Linked DNA regions of Mus musculus: all the other regions are linked to region 3. A link is a contact called in public HiCAR-type and promoter capture Hi-C data. All regions are on one chromosome and are shown on one strand. The core of a region is the stretch at or near the end of the contact, and the rest is flanking DNA. Distances in the headings are between cores, read along the strand shown. Region 1 holds the start of Mcub (mitochondrial calcium uniporter dominant negative beta subunit). Region 2 holds the start of Col25a1 (collagen, type XXV, alpha 1). Region 3 holds the start of Ap1ar (adaptor-related protein complex 1 associated regulatory protein).

Evidence for each region. Promoter capture Hi-C pulls out the DNA fragments that hold promoters and counts their contacts. HiCAR-type assays count read pairs that join an accessible place to other places.
Region 1: a promoter capture Hi-C map of pre-B cells shows a contact between it and region 3, with 4 times the contacts expected there. The contact joins the promoter of Mcub here to the promoter of Ap1ar in region 3. A contact is called at or near these places in 3 of 39 promoter capture datasets (hippocampal neurons, liver and pre-B cells) and 2 of 115 datasets of contacts at active chromatin or transcription factors (large pre-B cells and stem cell-derived neural progenitor cells).
Region 2: a contact with region 3 is called in a HiCAR-type map of astrocytes, with 3 times the contacts expected there. The contact joins the promoter of Col25a1 here to the promoter of Ap1ar in region 3. A contact is called at or near these places in 1 of 39 promoter capture datasets (hippocampal neurons) and 1 of 115 datasets of contacts at active chromatin or transcription factors (astrocytes).

The regions. Positions count from the first base shown.
Region 1 is chr3:129,967,922-129,971,901 of GRCm38.p6, forward strand. It overlaps Mcub (mitochondrial calcium uniporter dominant negative beta subunit), which reads right to left and starts at 2,285. Exons shown (of 8, transcript NM_025779.3): 1 at 2,029-2,285. The coding sequence starts at 2,154.
Region 2 is chr3:130,179,262-130,183,249 of GRCm38.p6, forward strand. It overlaps Col25a1 (collagen, type XXV, alpha 1), which reads left to right and starts at 1,584. Exons shown (of 38, transcript NM_029838.4): 1 at 1,584-2,519; 2 at 3,504-3,573. The coding sequence starts at 2,223.
Region 3 is chr3:127,835,699-127,839,703 of GRCm38.p6, forward strand. Ap1ar (adaptor-related protein complex 1 associated regulatory protein) reads right to left here and starts at 1,825. Exons shown (of 10, transcript NM_145964.3): 1 at 1,451-1,825. The coding sequence starts at 1,527. It overlaps Gm43653 (a long non-coding RNA gene), which reads left to right and starts at 1,799. Exons shown (of 2, transcript XR_003954551.1): 1 at 1,799-2,485; 2 at 3,168-4,005.

The sequences.
Region 1 (3,980 bases), core at 1,035-3,534, 2.1 Mb after region 3:
GTGTTTCGATCTAAGCAGCAGAAAACCCAAATTACGAAAGGCACAACTAGGCAAGAGCTTTTTGTTTGGATATAACTCACCAGGCACTGTAATCGCTCAAAGCAGTGTCCACACGCACCAGCAGGAGCCTCCGATCACCCTGACAACCACCTAGCGCTGGAGGCAGATGTGCAGTCTCCAGAAATGATAATCGTGTCACCAGACATGATGATCATGGATTCCAGGCCAGGCCAAAGATAATGCAATATACCCATTTGTTTTTTGCTTCAGACAAGAGATGTTCTTTAATAAACGATTCTGCTATATTAAACGTATCATGTCAACAAACTGTGGGTTTTTTTCCCATACATGAAACACAGCCAATTACTCACCTACCACAAAAAGGATGAGAACCATATAGTTTTCAAAGTTATTAAATGCAGACCTATAATTTCAGAAAAGACTAATTATTGTTGCTTATTAAATATGTGTCTTATAACAAGTCCTTGCAAGCTAGGATTTTATGAGAAAACCACTTTTTTCTTCCTTTGCTTCCTTTCTTTTCTACCCTACCCCTAGCTTTTTCACAGGCTTTGGATGGTGGGATTTTTTTGGGGGGTGGGGAAGATATAACAAGGATGTTGGCCTTTAGCCACAGGGCATCTCATATGGAAAGCAATAAGATCTTAGAGAAGGAAATGTCCCTACAGTGGGGAGATCTGATTCACAGAAAATGGTCCAGCAGCTGTAGCTGAAACTCTTAGGGGGTAGAGAATCCAAAGCTGCACAGAGATGCAGCCCCGCAGGCTTGGCTTTATTCTGGGATCCGGTATTTCATCCAGGTATTTACTCCAGGTATTTAAATGGGAGAGACCTAGTGGTAGGTGGGTGTGGCCTAATAGAGCCTCGTTGTTTGGCTCCATTCTCAACACTTCGAAATTGTCAAATGAGCTTTCTAGTCAGCACTGTTTAATTATCACTGTGTTTCTGTGGTGTGAGGCAAAGAAAGGAGTGAGTAGTTAAGAGTGTTCGGAATGCCTTTGTCTCTGAGAGGTAAACCTTAAAGTACTATTTTTAGAGAACTTTTCTGAAACCACTTCACTGAGTTTGCCCACAATAAGTTTTAAGGAGTTTGCCTTAGGTAGAAGTGTCAAAATGGACGTTTCTGCTTGCTTTCAAACATTTAACAAAAGTGTTCCTTTAAGCATTGAAATATTTCTTTTATCGGTGTAAATTCTGGGGCATTAAGACTATACTTGGGGGGCAGAATCCAAGGATTGGGGCACTGGGGCAGTCGAGCCGGAAAGATACAGGAACTGAAAGCGATGGAGCTGACACAGCTCCGTTCTCACTGCAGTGAGAGATAGTAAATATGTTCATATATCGCTCTCCCTTTAGCAGTCTGAAAGCTAACCCAGTAATTGAGGTGTGGGCAGACTCAGCTCCAGTCCCAGCCCCAAGCAGCCTCGGGTCCCTTTCCCCTGGCCCCCTTTGTATCATGAAGCTAGTAAACTCAGCACGTTCCCGCTCTTCTTCCTTTTCTGTGCCCATCCACACCTCTTCCCTCCTCCTCGAGGTTCCACACAGGCCATGACACAAACTGTGCCCGCCTAACTGTTACAGCACACACTTCTGATTCACCACTGACTCGGGTTTACATGTAACGAAAGGGAGGGGCTCCGGGTTTGGAGGAGGGGCAAGACAGGGTCCTGGGCCAGTCCACCCTGGAAGACAGCATCCCAGGTTACAGCCCACCCCGATGACAGCCACCCTCCGATGACACAGCCCACCAAGCTCTCGCGGCCTCCCCTCCACCCCGGCGACTACAGACCGCAGGACACAGCGGTGGGGTCAGCGGGCTGCGCTCCCGGGAGATGCGCCCCGCGCTGGCCGCTCCTGGCCTGTCTCCCCCACAGCCCCGGGACAAGTCGCCCGCGGCCACCACCTGTCGGGGTGCGGAGCAGCACGCAGGGAACTGCTTTCACTCCTGCCGAACTTGCCCAACGCAAACTTTCCACCCGAGGCTCCCGAGCCTGCGCCGCGCCTTACCTGGGGTGTGGATGGCAGCTCCCTGGGATCCCCGCGGCCGCGGGCTCGGATCGTCCGCAGCAGCTGCCACCGACCCAGACATAGCCCGCTCGGGAGCATCCTCCTGCCGGACAGAGCTCCTGGCATTAACGACGCATCCTCATCCGGCTGCTATAGCCCAGCCCGCTGTGGGCTCTGCCCGCCCCGCCGACTGGGGCGGCGACAGGAGGGTGTGTCCCCGCTTTGACTTCGCTTGGTGCACACCCGGGCTCCAGGCTGGGTATTTTTCCTCCGACAAAAAAAGAAACATTTTTTTTTCTCTCTCTTTAAAAAAGCGCAAACGAGTGGCGAACTTCTTCCTGGCTCCCTCACATACGTCTTGAGAAAGGAAAGAGGAGCTGGACTCACACCATGCAGCTGTTGATGTCAAAACCCAACAGAAGCCAGGACCGGAAGTAGTGAGGCTTGCTTGGGACCTCAGATTTGGGAACGCAGGCCGATGATTGGGAGTTCAAGGCCACCATCCACTAAAAAGTTGGAGTACACTCTGAGCTACCCCAAACCCTGCCACAACATGAACCAAAACTCCAGGGCTCTGAGGAAAGGACTGGGAGCTGGGAGCTGAAAGGTCCCTGGAAATTGCGCTCCTTTGCCCGGCTGGAAAGAGGAAGAAAAATGAGTTTGCCAAAGCTCCACCTCCAGGTGGGCTCCAAGGCTTGGGATGAGCCTCTCCTGGGCCTCAGATCACTGGCAAAGTCAGCCCAGGACTCTAGATGCTCCAGAGATTTGTAGTTCATTACAGGCTGGCCCAAGTCCAGACACTGGGAAATTTTCTTCCACAGCAAAGCTTGCTTCTCTTTGGGGGGCACATGAAAGGACCCTGCTCCCCGAGGGGCAGGAGTTAAGCATTGCGAAATCACTGTTAAAACCGCTATTAGCGTTAACGATCAGTTCTGTAGGCTCGCATTGTAAGCACTCTCAATGCTCAATGCTCGACGCTCGCTTTCCTGTAAATGGCAAACATGTGGGGGTGGGGAGGCAATTTGGCTTCCTAATTGGCAGCTGTTAGGCTTCCCCTGATTCCTGGCTGCCTCGAGCCAAAGGACTGTCAGTCAAACACTCTGCCATTCTGAGCGCAGCACAGATGCCTTGAGGAAACTACAGGATGGTGATCAAAGCTCCCAAGGTTACAGCCCCAGCCTGGAGTGTTTCAGTTTACACAGGGCGGTTTTGCTATCACATGCCCTGTCACTATTTCTAACCAGCCCAGAAGAGAAGCATTTTACCTGGCAGCTCAAAAGTTACAGTTGTTGTCTTTGGTGTGAACACAAACCATCTGTGTGAGAGTTTTGCTGTGATTGGTACACTATCCCCCGCCCCACCCCCACCCCCGCCCGCCCCTCTAGCCATGTAATCCCAGTGTTTGGCTGGTTGGTAAGCTAGCTGCGGAGGCACCATTGCGTTTCCCTGCTCTGGTGTTACAACCTTAGATCCAATAGAAGGCTTCTCCAGGTCAGTGGTAATGATGCACTTTAATTCCAGTAATCAGGAGGCAGAAACAAGAGGACCTTAGTTTGTAAGTTCAAGGCCAGCCGGGACTCTATAATAGGTTCCAAGCCAGTCGAGGCTACATAGTGAGAATCTGTCCCAAAATTTAAAAAAAGAAAAAGAAAGTCACCTACACAATTTTCTTAGTTAGGGTTTCTATTGTTGCAATAAAACAACATGACCAAAAGCAAGTTGAGAAGGAAAGGGTTTTTTTTTTTTGGGGGGTGGGGTGGGCGCGGGGGTGTTATACTTCCTAATTGTAGTCCATTATTGTAGGAAGTCAGGACAGAAATTCAGACAGATGTAAACCTGTAGGCAGGAGCTGATGCAGAGACCATGAAGGGGTGCTGCCTGCTGGCTTGCTCTCCATGGCTTGCTCAGCCTGCTTTCTTATAGGACCCAGGCCTACCTGTCCAGGGATGGCA
Region 2 (3,988 bases), core at 334-2,833, 2.3 Mb after region 3:
AGGAGAGTATCGATGGCATAGAGCAGAGGCTCAAAGAGAGAACATTGAGAGGACTGGCAAAGAAAAAGTTTGCAACCCATGTACAACATTACCACCACCACCGCGGCCCACTAAACACCCACACTAAGCAACGGAGGTTAATTGGAATGTGGAAAGAACTAACATATTAAACTTTTTGGCTGGAGCTAGAGTTCAGGGTTAGGGAGCTTACTTACCTGGAACACACACACACACACACACACACACACACACACACACATCCTTCTTGAGTCCATTTAGTGTTTCTCATATGTCTATGTATTTAGAGATGACAGTCTGGAGTTGGTTCCGGAAGGAAACAGTCTCCTCCAGCAGCCATTGATTGTTAGTAGCTCTTATTCTAGGCACCGGGTCTCATGCAAGGTCCCCGATCCACGTTGGCATGTGAGCATAGTTGTTATTCAGGTCTTGAGGTCTTGTTTTATGCAACCACTTGTTGAGATTCATAAGTGCAGGCTTCCTGCTATGTCTATCCTAAGTCCCCCTTGGCACTGTAGTTTACACACGAGAAGCAACTGCTCCGGGTTAGGTATTTTGTTCATTGATTATAGTAGTAACTGGTTGTGGTAATCGGTTAGGGAGGGAAAGAAACGTACGTGACATTTCTTAAGATGAAAAGGCAAAAAGGAAGGTCTTTTGGAAGGAGAGTTAGGGTTGTGTTTTCTTCTCTAAAATCAATTGGATGCAAAATGCTACTTGTTATCAATTTAGAAAAAAAAAAAAAATCCCAGTAGAGACTTAGTAATTTGATCCAGAGGGAAGAGGCAAGCTGAGAGTCAAGGAAGAGGAAAAACTGACTTCATTCTTCAGCTCTTTCCTAAATCCTGAGAAATGTGTATGCCTCAAACACTCACAAAACAGCGAATCAGGAAAACACATTAGCACCCTAGTACAGAGAAAGAGCCCAGAGCTGGGGGGGGGGGGGGGGGCAGCATCAAGACAAGAGGAAACGGGGGAGGGGCGAGAAAACTTCCCCAGTCATCTGCAGCAAGGCGTGGGAAGGAAGGGAAGTGGGGAAGGTACCCTGCAGACGTCAGCCAGACACTTTGCCTCTGGGCATGTGGGAACGAACTGAGGGAGGAGGGAAAACGTCGCGCAAGGGCTAGATGGAGGAGCTCCTGTGGCTGCCTTTGAGCGAGGATCTGGAGAGCTGGAGCCTTCTGCTTCCGTTCTTTCCTTCAGGAGGCCATTTCTCCATTTTTTAACCCAAATAGGGGGCGCTGGGCTAAGCCAGTATAAGCCACTCTGCACAGCAGACCTCAATTCGGCCCCTGGCTAGGGCCGGAGAGATGGCCTTAGGGGGACGCTGAAGTTACTCGGTGGTGGGAGGGGGAAGGGTCTCCAAGCTCCTCTCCAATCACAGTGGTTGCTGTAGCTATTTGCATATATTATGCTAATAGAGACCTCGGGCTCCGCTCCCACCCGCGCTCCCGCCCCTTCGTGGGTCCAGGCGGGCTGGGCGAAGGTGAATATATTATGCTAATAAGGAGGCTCCTGCGGGAGGGGGCGGTCCGCGCTTCAGGCGCGCGCGCACTGTCTCACACAAGAGCATCCCGGGGTATTTAAGGCTCGCACACGCGGGTCTGCGGAGATACTTTTGGGGCCTCGCAGCTTACGATCGCTGCTTGGGTCACTCGGTCCTCTTTTTCTCTATTCCTCTACCACCCACGGGGGCTGCGCTCTCGCCGGGTCTCTGTATTTCCTTTTCTTTTTGGCCTTGAACTGATCCAGGTGGGAGACAGGTCGGCGGGTGGAAAAAGGTAGAGATAGGCAGGCAGACTCAACAGGTCGGAGCAGAGAGAGGGGCTCTCGGACCCTGCGCCTCCGCGCGGGGGACCCCTAAGGAGGTGTCGGATTGGGGGGGTCAAGAGAGCTGCCCTAGTGGGTTTCATTTCAGCTGTGACCCCAACAACACCCCCGGCGCCACACAGTCCCCGGCCGGAGGGTGCTTTTCACTCCTAGCTGGAAGGGGAGAAAGAATCTGGAGGACGGTCGGTCCACGCCTGCTGATCCGGACGCCGAGCCACGCGCAGGTCCATCTCTAAGCCCGGGCTCCGACTCTACCAACTAGTTGTGCAGCCGCAGGGACTGAACTTTGGAGGAACCGACCCTTCCTCTCATTCTAAGATTACTGGAGGAGATAGAAGGTGGAAGGCGTAGCGGAGGCCAGCGACCCCGCCACAATGTTGGTGAAGAAGCTTGCAGGGAAAGGAGGGGGACGAGAGTCTGGATCAGAAGATCCGCGCCCCTTGGGACAGCGTTGTGCCGGCACCATGCCCTCGTGCACGGCCCTGGCGACCCTCTTGTCAGTGGTTGCTGTGGCTTTCTGTTTTTATCTTGGGGTGAAAACCAACGACCTCCAGGCGAGGATTGCTGCTCTTGAATCTGCTAAAGGGACCCCTTCCTTCCATCCGCTGTCTGACACCGTGGATGAGCTGAAGGCAATGGTTCAGGAGAAAGTGGAGCGTCTCTTGGCTCAGGTGTGGAAGGCTGGGTATTTTGCACGTGAATACTGTTTTGCACAGGTGTGAGCCCTGTGTGCAGGGATAGTTTCGACCCTTAGCTGTCTGCATAGTTGACTTGACTGTATATGCCAAGTATGGAGTTAAGTACCTTGGGTATTGCTTAGTATCAAGTCTGTAGCAGATATCTTCCCTGGGTATTCCATAGTGCTTGCATGCTTAGACATATATGGGGGGTCTGGATAACGGGAGTGTGTGGAGGGGCATTTTATTTCTTTGTAGCTTTCTGGAGTCTCTTGGGAGCTCTCACTTCAACGGAGACCAATTTTTGTTGATATAAGATCTCATATCTCCTTCCCAGGGAAAGGTTAGGGAAACAGGTGTTATTAATATACAAAAGGTAATCACTTTCAAGTGAAACGATCCTATAGAGCTTGAGAATCATAAATTCCACCCTTCGAATCTTTTTTTCATGTTCAAACACTTTGAAAAAGTTTTATAGTTGGTTAAGGATGCAGTGCAGGTAATAATTGGAAGGTAGAGCTGTTGAAGCTGAGAGTTATCTTCAAGGTTGGTTTCAAATCAGGGCCATTTATTTATTTATTTATTTAAAATTTACTTCCAATGGAGAGGCTGTGTAGAGTTCACATTCACTTATGCACTCTTGACCAGCGTCTTTGGACCTATATCACTGCCTGGCTTTTGCACTGCCTGCCTATGCTTGGGCTAAAGGAAAGTGGGGGTGGGGGGGTGGGGTGGTAATTGAGGACTAGAGAAAGATGTTAGCCAAACCCTGCAATCCTGCTACCATGTCAGTGGTCATTGTCTTATTTTAGGACTTGGATTCTGTTACTTTTTGACAAGAGTCCAAGTACATATGTAAATATTCCTTATGCAAGCTATCAGATGCTGGCGAAGCAGGCATGTGGCCAGAGAGCCCCTGAGAGTCTAGTTCTCCTCAGTGCTACTGATACTGTGTCAACCCCTCTGCTTTCCCTACAGAAATCCTACGAACATATGGCTAAAATAAGAACGGCCAGGGAGGCACCTTTAGAGTGCAACTGCCCAGCAGGTAAAACGGCCCTCATTTAACAACGTTTCCTTCACAGCAGAACTCTGGAAAAAAAGAAAAAAGAAAAAAAAGGGGGGGGGTGTCTTGTGCTGTCAAGTCTACCTGTAATAATAGTGAAGAAAGACTGCAGGCCCAACCTGCTTTAATAAAACCAACATGTCTCAGTCCAAAAGATGGCAGAAAAGCCCTAAATATTGTTTTATGCAGCATGCTAAGGTCTGCTATGGGAAAGCAAGGAAGCCAGGGATGGTCACCATGAATAATATAGACAAGATGGTATGTAAAGACAGAGTTCTTAGAGTCTCAGATTGAAAGTCTTCTGTGATCTTATTAGACAATGTCATAATTTGTTGTTGTTGGTGGTGGCGGTGAAAATGGCTGTTGAACTCTTAAGACTCTGAATTCCCTGGTGTCT
Region 3 (4,005 bases), core at 575-3,074:
TGGTCTTCGGCATCAGCATCCACAACCCCTAGGACTCACTCAAGGAGTCAGCCAAAGACAAAGTACAGACTCTCGATCAAGCACTACAACATATCTACAAGGATCACATGCCTCACGTGATCTCACCCTGCTAGCCTCTCCTATGCTGCCAAGCCTGGGCTGAGCCAGGAGAACCCGCAATTTTAATGAATAGTGTGTAATGAAGATATCATTTGTAAAATCACTGTTAAAAAAAAAAATACCCAAGGTTCTTACAGAACCCGGGTAATGTACTCCAAAGTCAAATACAAAAACATTGTCTACCGCAGAATTCAAAGCACTCCCTCCCAGAGTTTGACTGTTAAGCCTTCCAAGGAATGATAATAAAGTCAAAGATGTTGTAATGTCCAGTTCTTCCATGAGCCCCTTTCCATAGCTTCACAAACGAGTTCACTCACGAAGTACTTGGAATAACATGATTTTGGATCACAATGCACAACAGCTGTCAAAGTAAAGTACAGAAATCAGGAAAATCAAAATACCAAACTAAGTAGAAATGTTTTAAGTCCATCCCCTCCCATTCTAGGGACGCATAGAGTAACACCTTCACTACTTTGACACACTGCTTAATTAGTGAATCATTTTATAATGCACTCATGACCCAAAGATTCGAATTACAAATCACTTGGTTCCAGTTTGTGTGGGCTGAAAGCTTCCCAATACAAAGCTATTGGCTGAAAATTGGGCACCATGCTTAAGAAAGTTCAAAACAGATATGTTCTTTAGTTAGATTGGCTGGCTTAGATTTTTTGATTCTAGGTTTTAATTCCCGAAAAATGCTTAGGAATAATAAAATCAACATCAATGCTATGTGCCCCCGGGTTTTTTGTTTTGTTTTGTTTTTTCACTATTCTAGGAAATAAAGGTACAACAGTAATCACACAATTTTGCTATTGGATAGAAAAATCTGAAGCATATCCCACTTTCCTCACAAGAGACGTGCTGCTCGGTGACATTTTGGTTAGATTATCGAGCATAAGGGTAGCAATCACAGCATGGTATTCCTCTCCAAAATTCTAAGTTATTGCTATGAAAGGATTCGCATACAGCCGCACCAGTCGCTTCAATGGCCAGTGTGCACTGCGATCCTGCAGCTCTTTACCTAAGAGTTCACCAGAGCCTGGAGCAGAAGTGACTTCTATTTAAAATGCACCTGGGGCATCAACCTTGGGGCCAGATTTTCACCTGTTCTGTCAAGGCCCAAAAGGAAGACCAAACACAGAGACAGAAGCTTTGGCGTTAAGTCAAAGCAGGGTGTGTCCAGGAGGCAGTGCCGGGTGCTTACAGGAGATCGTACCTCCCGAGGTAAGTCCTCAGGGACAGGGAGCCTGCACGGGGGCGGCGGGCACCACCACCACCGCCGATCCCCGGCCGCGCATCCCGGGCATCCCGGGCCTGCGCTGCCGCTTACCCTCCGCCCGCTCGCTGCAGCCGACCCGCTTCCCGGCGGAGCAGCCCGAAGCATTGCGTCCAGCAGCAGTTCCCCATCGCATGCCGCCCGGAGCCGCCGCTCCTCCTCCTGCCCCGAGCGCGAGCCCAGGCGGAGCAGCTGCATCCGCGCCGGCCGGAGCTCGGCAGACGGCGACGCCGGGAACAAAGGCCGCCGCTAGGCCCGCGGGCTCCGGGCTACCGCGGCGCGAGGGACGAGCGCAGGGCCGTGGGGTCCCGGGTCTCCAGCCGTCCGCATGGCCCGCTCGCCACCCGCCCGGCCGCCCGCGCCCGTCACCGCCCCGGCAGCCGCGGGAGGCCCGCGCCGCCACGCCCCCTGCCGCTCCCGGGCTCCCATTGGACACGTTTCTGGCGGCTACCGCTTCCGGCGGCTGGCGCGGGCGTCATTTCCGCTGGATTCCGGCTTGGCTGGCAGCGCCGGGCAGGAGGCGCTGTTCTCGGTTGTAGGTGCTGTGTGCTGAACCTGATCCTAGACGGGGATCTGCTCTCTCTCTCTCTCTCTCTCTCTACGCCACTTCTGGCGCCTTCGTCGCCCGCTGTCAAGCAGTGGGGATCATGCAGCGCATGCTCGAGCGCAAGCTTAGCCTTCGAACTTTGTACCTAGAGCGCACGAGCCTCCCCTTCTGCAGCAGCGGGTCGGAAGTCACCCAACGAGTGCGCTCCAGGATGGCACCAGAGCTAGAGGCAGAGAGGAGGGACTCACTGCCGTTACTTAGAACACACTAAGAGGCTTTTTGTTTTATTTTGTTTTGTTTTGTTTTAATTCTTAAAATATTCTCGTTTGCGGAGCAGCTTATTCTCGTTATACTGCCAGCGGACTGGAGAGACACTGTGCACTCCTAGGCGGATTTTCTTTTATTAAAAACGAAAAGTTCCAGCTTGGGCATGTAGCTCGGTTGGTAGAAGTGTGGTGGAAAAATCTGCAGTCAACAGCACTTGAGAGATGGAAGCAGAGTCATAAATTCAAAGTCAACCTCAGATACACATTAAGTTGGAGGTCAGTCCGGACTGTGTGAGACCCTGTATTTTTATTTTTTATTTTTTAAATTAAAAGTAATTTCAGGTGGAGAAGAGGAGAACCAGAAGAAGTCAGCAAAAGGTCTTGGGTTTTCGGGAGAACAAGCCATTTCTAATTCAAATATAATATTCTAATTCCAAGTTAAGAAGAGCAAGGCTGGGGTAAAGGTCCATGTTCTCAAATGCCACCCTAAAAACCCCCTTTCAGACACCAGGTAGCTTTAAAAGCAGAAGGCAGAAGTATGCCTGGGAGTTGGAGGCCGGCCTGATCTACAGAGCCAGATCCTGGCCAGCCATGTCTATGTAATGAAACCCTGTCTAACCCAACTGGATCCAAGGCATAGTTGTTTCACAAATGCCCAGTTCTGTGGATAACATGCTCCACTGATACCATATATTACAATTTTAACCCACTTTAGTGTGAGTGAAATGGTGACATTGAAAAAAAAAAAAGAAAAGAAAACAGTACTACTAGGAAAACATTCTTTCAACTACTCATTTTGTTGGTTCTTAGCATCAAGGCCAGCCATGATTTCAGTCTTAGCACTTAGTGAACTTGACTCTTTGGTATTCAAGTGGACAAGCCCCACTGCTCATTGGATGCCAGTGAAATGGCTTAATGGTTTCCTAAATTGTCACTGCATTTTCCTCCTCTCTTCCAGTACCTGAAATCAATAATAATAATGTAGCCTTGGAAATGGAACTATAAGTGCGTAAGGAAGCTGGTGCACACAGCCTGTAGATACTACCCAGTGTTGATGAACATGCCTTGAGTGAATGAGTCTGCAGAAACTGATGCTAAACTAAAGTCTGTAAAGCTTACATATTGCACAACTACACTTACAGGAACGTTTTAAAAAGGCAAAGTGATACAAATGACAAGCACAGCAAAGGGCTCCCAGGGGATAAGAAGTGGATCCATGGTAGAAAGTCTGTATTTGGGCTCTATGGATATCATCATGCCCGAGTTTGTGGTACTGTCCTGTGGCTTTGTCAGACACTACTATTGAGGGAAAGTAATGTAAGATATAATGGTGATAATAATAAATAATACATTATCTTACTTCTTTTAAAAAGGTCTGTGTGTGTGTGTGTGTGTGTGTGTGTGTGTGTGTGTGTGCACTCGCCCACACGAGCATGCATACAGATGCCCATAGAGGCCAGAAAAAAGGCATTGGATCAACACAGGCTGGAATTGGTTATAAGTCACCAGATGTAGGTAGTAGGGACCCAGCTCATGTCCCCTGACCCATCTCTCCAGCCCCTCTGTATTATTTCTTGAAACTTCATGTGACACCTTGATAATTGCTCATTTAAGCTTAAGAAATGGGCTGGACATGATGGTGCATGCCTTTAACTCCAGCAGTCAGGAGGCAGAACCAGGCAGACCTCTGAGATTTTTAGGTCTGCGGATTCCTAGAATTCCGGGTCATCCAGAGTTACATTGTGAAACACTGTCTCAAAACAAACAAACAAAACAAAAAACAAAACAAAACAAAC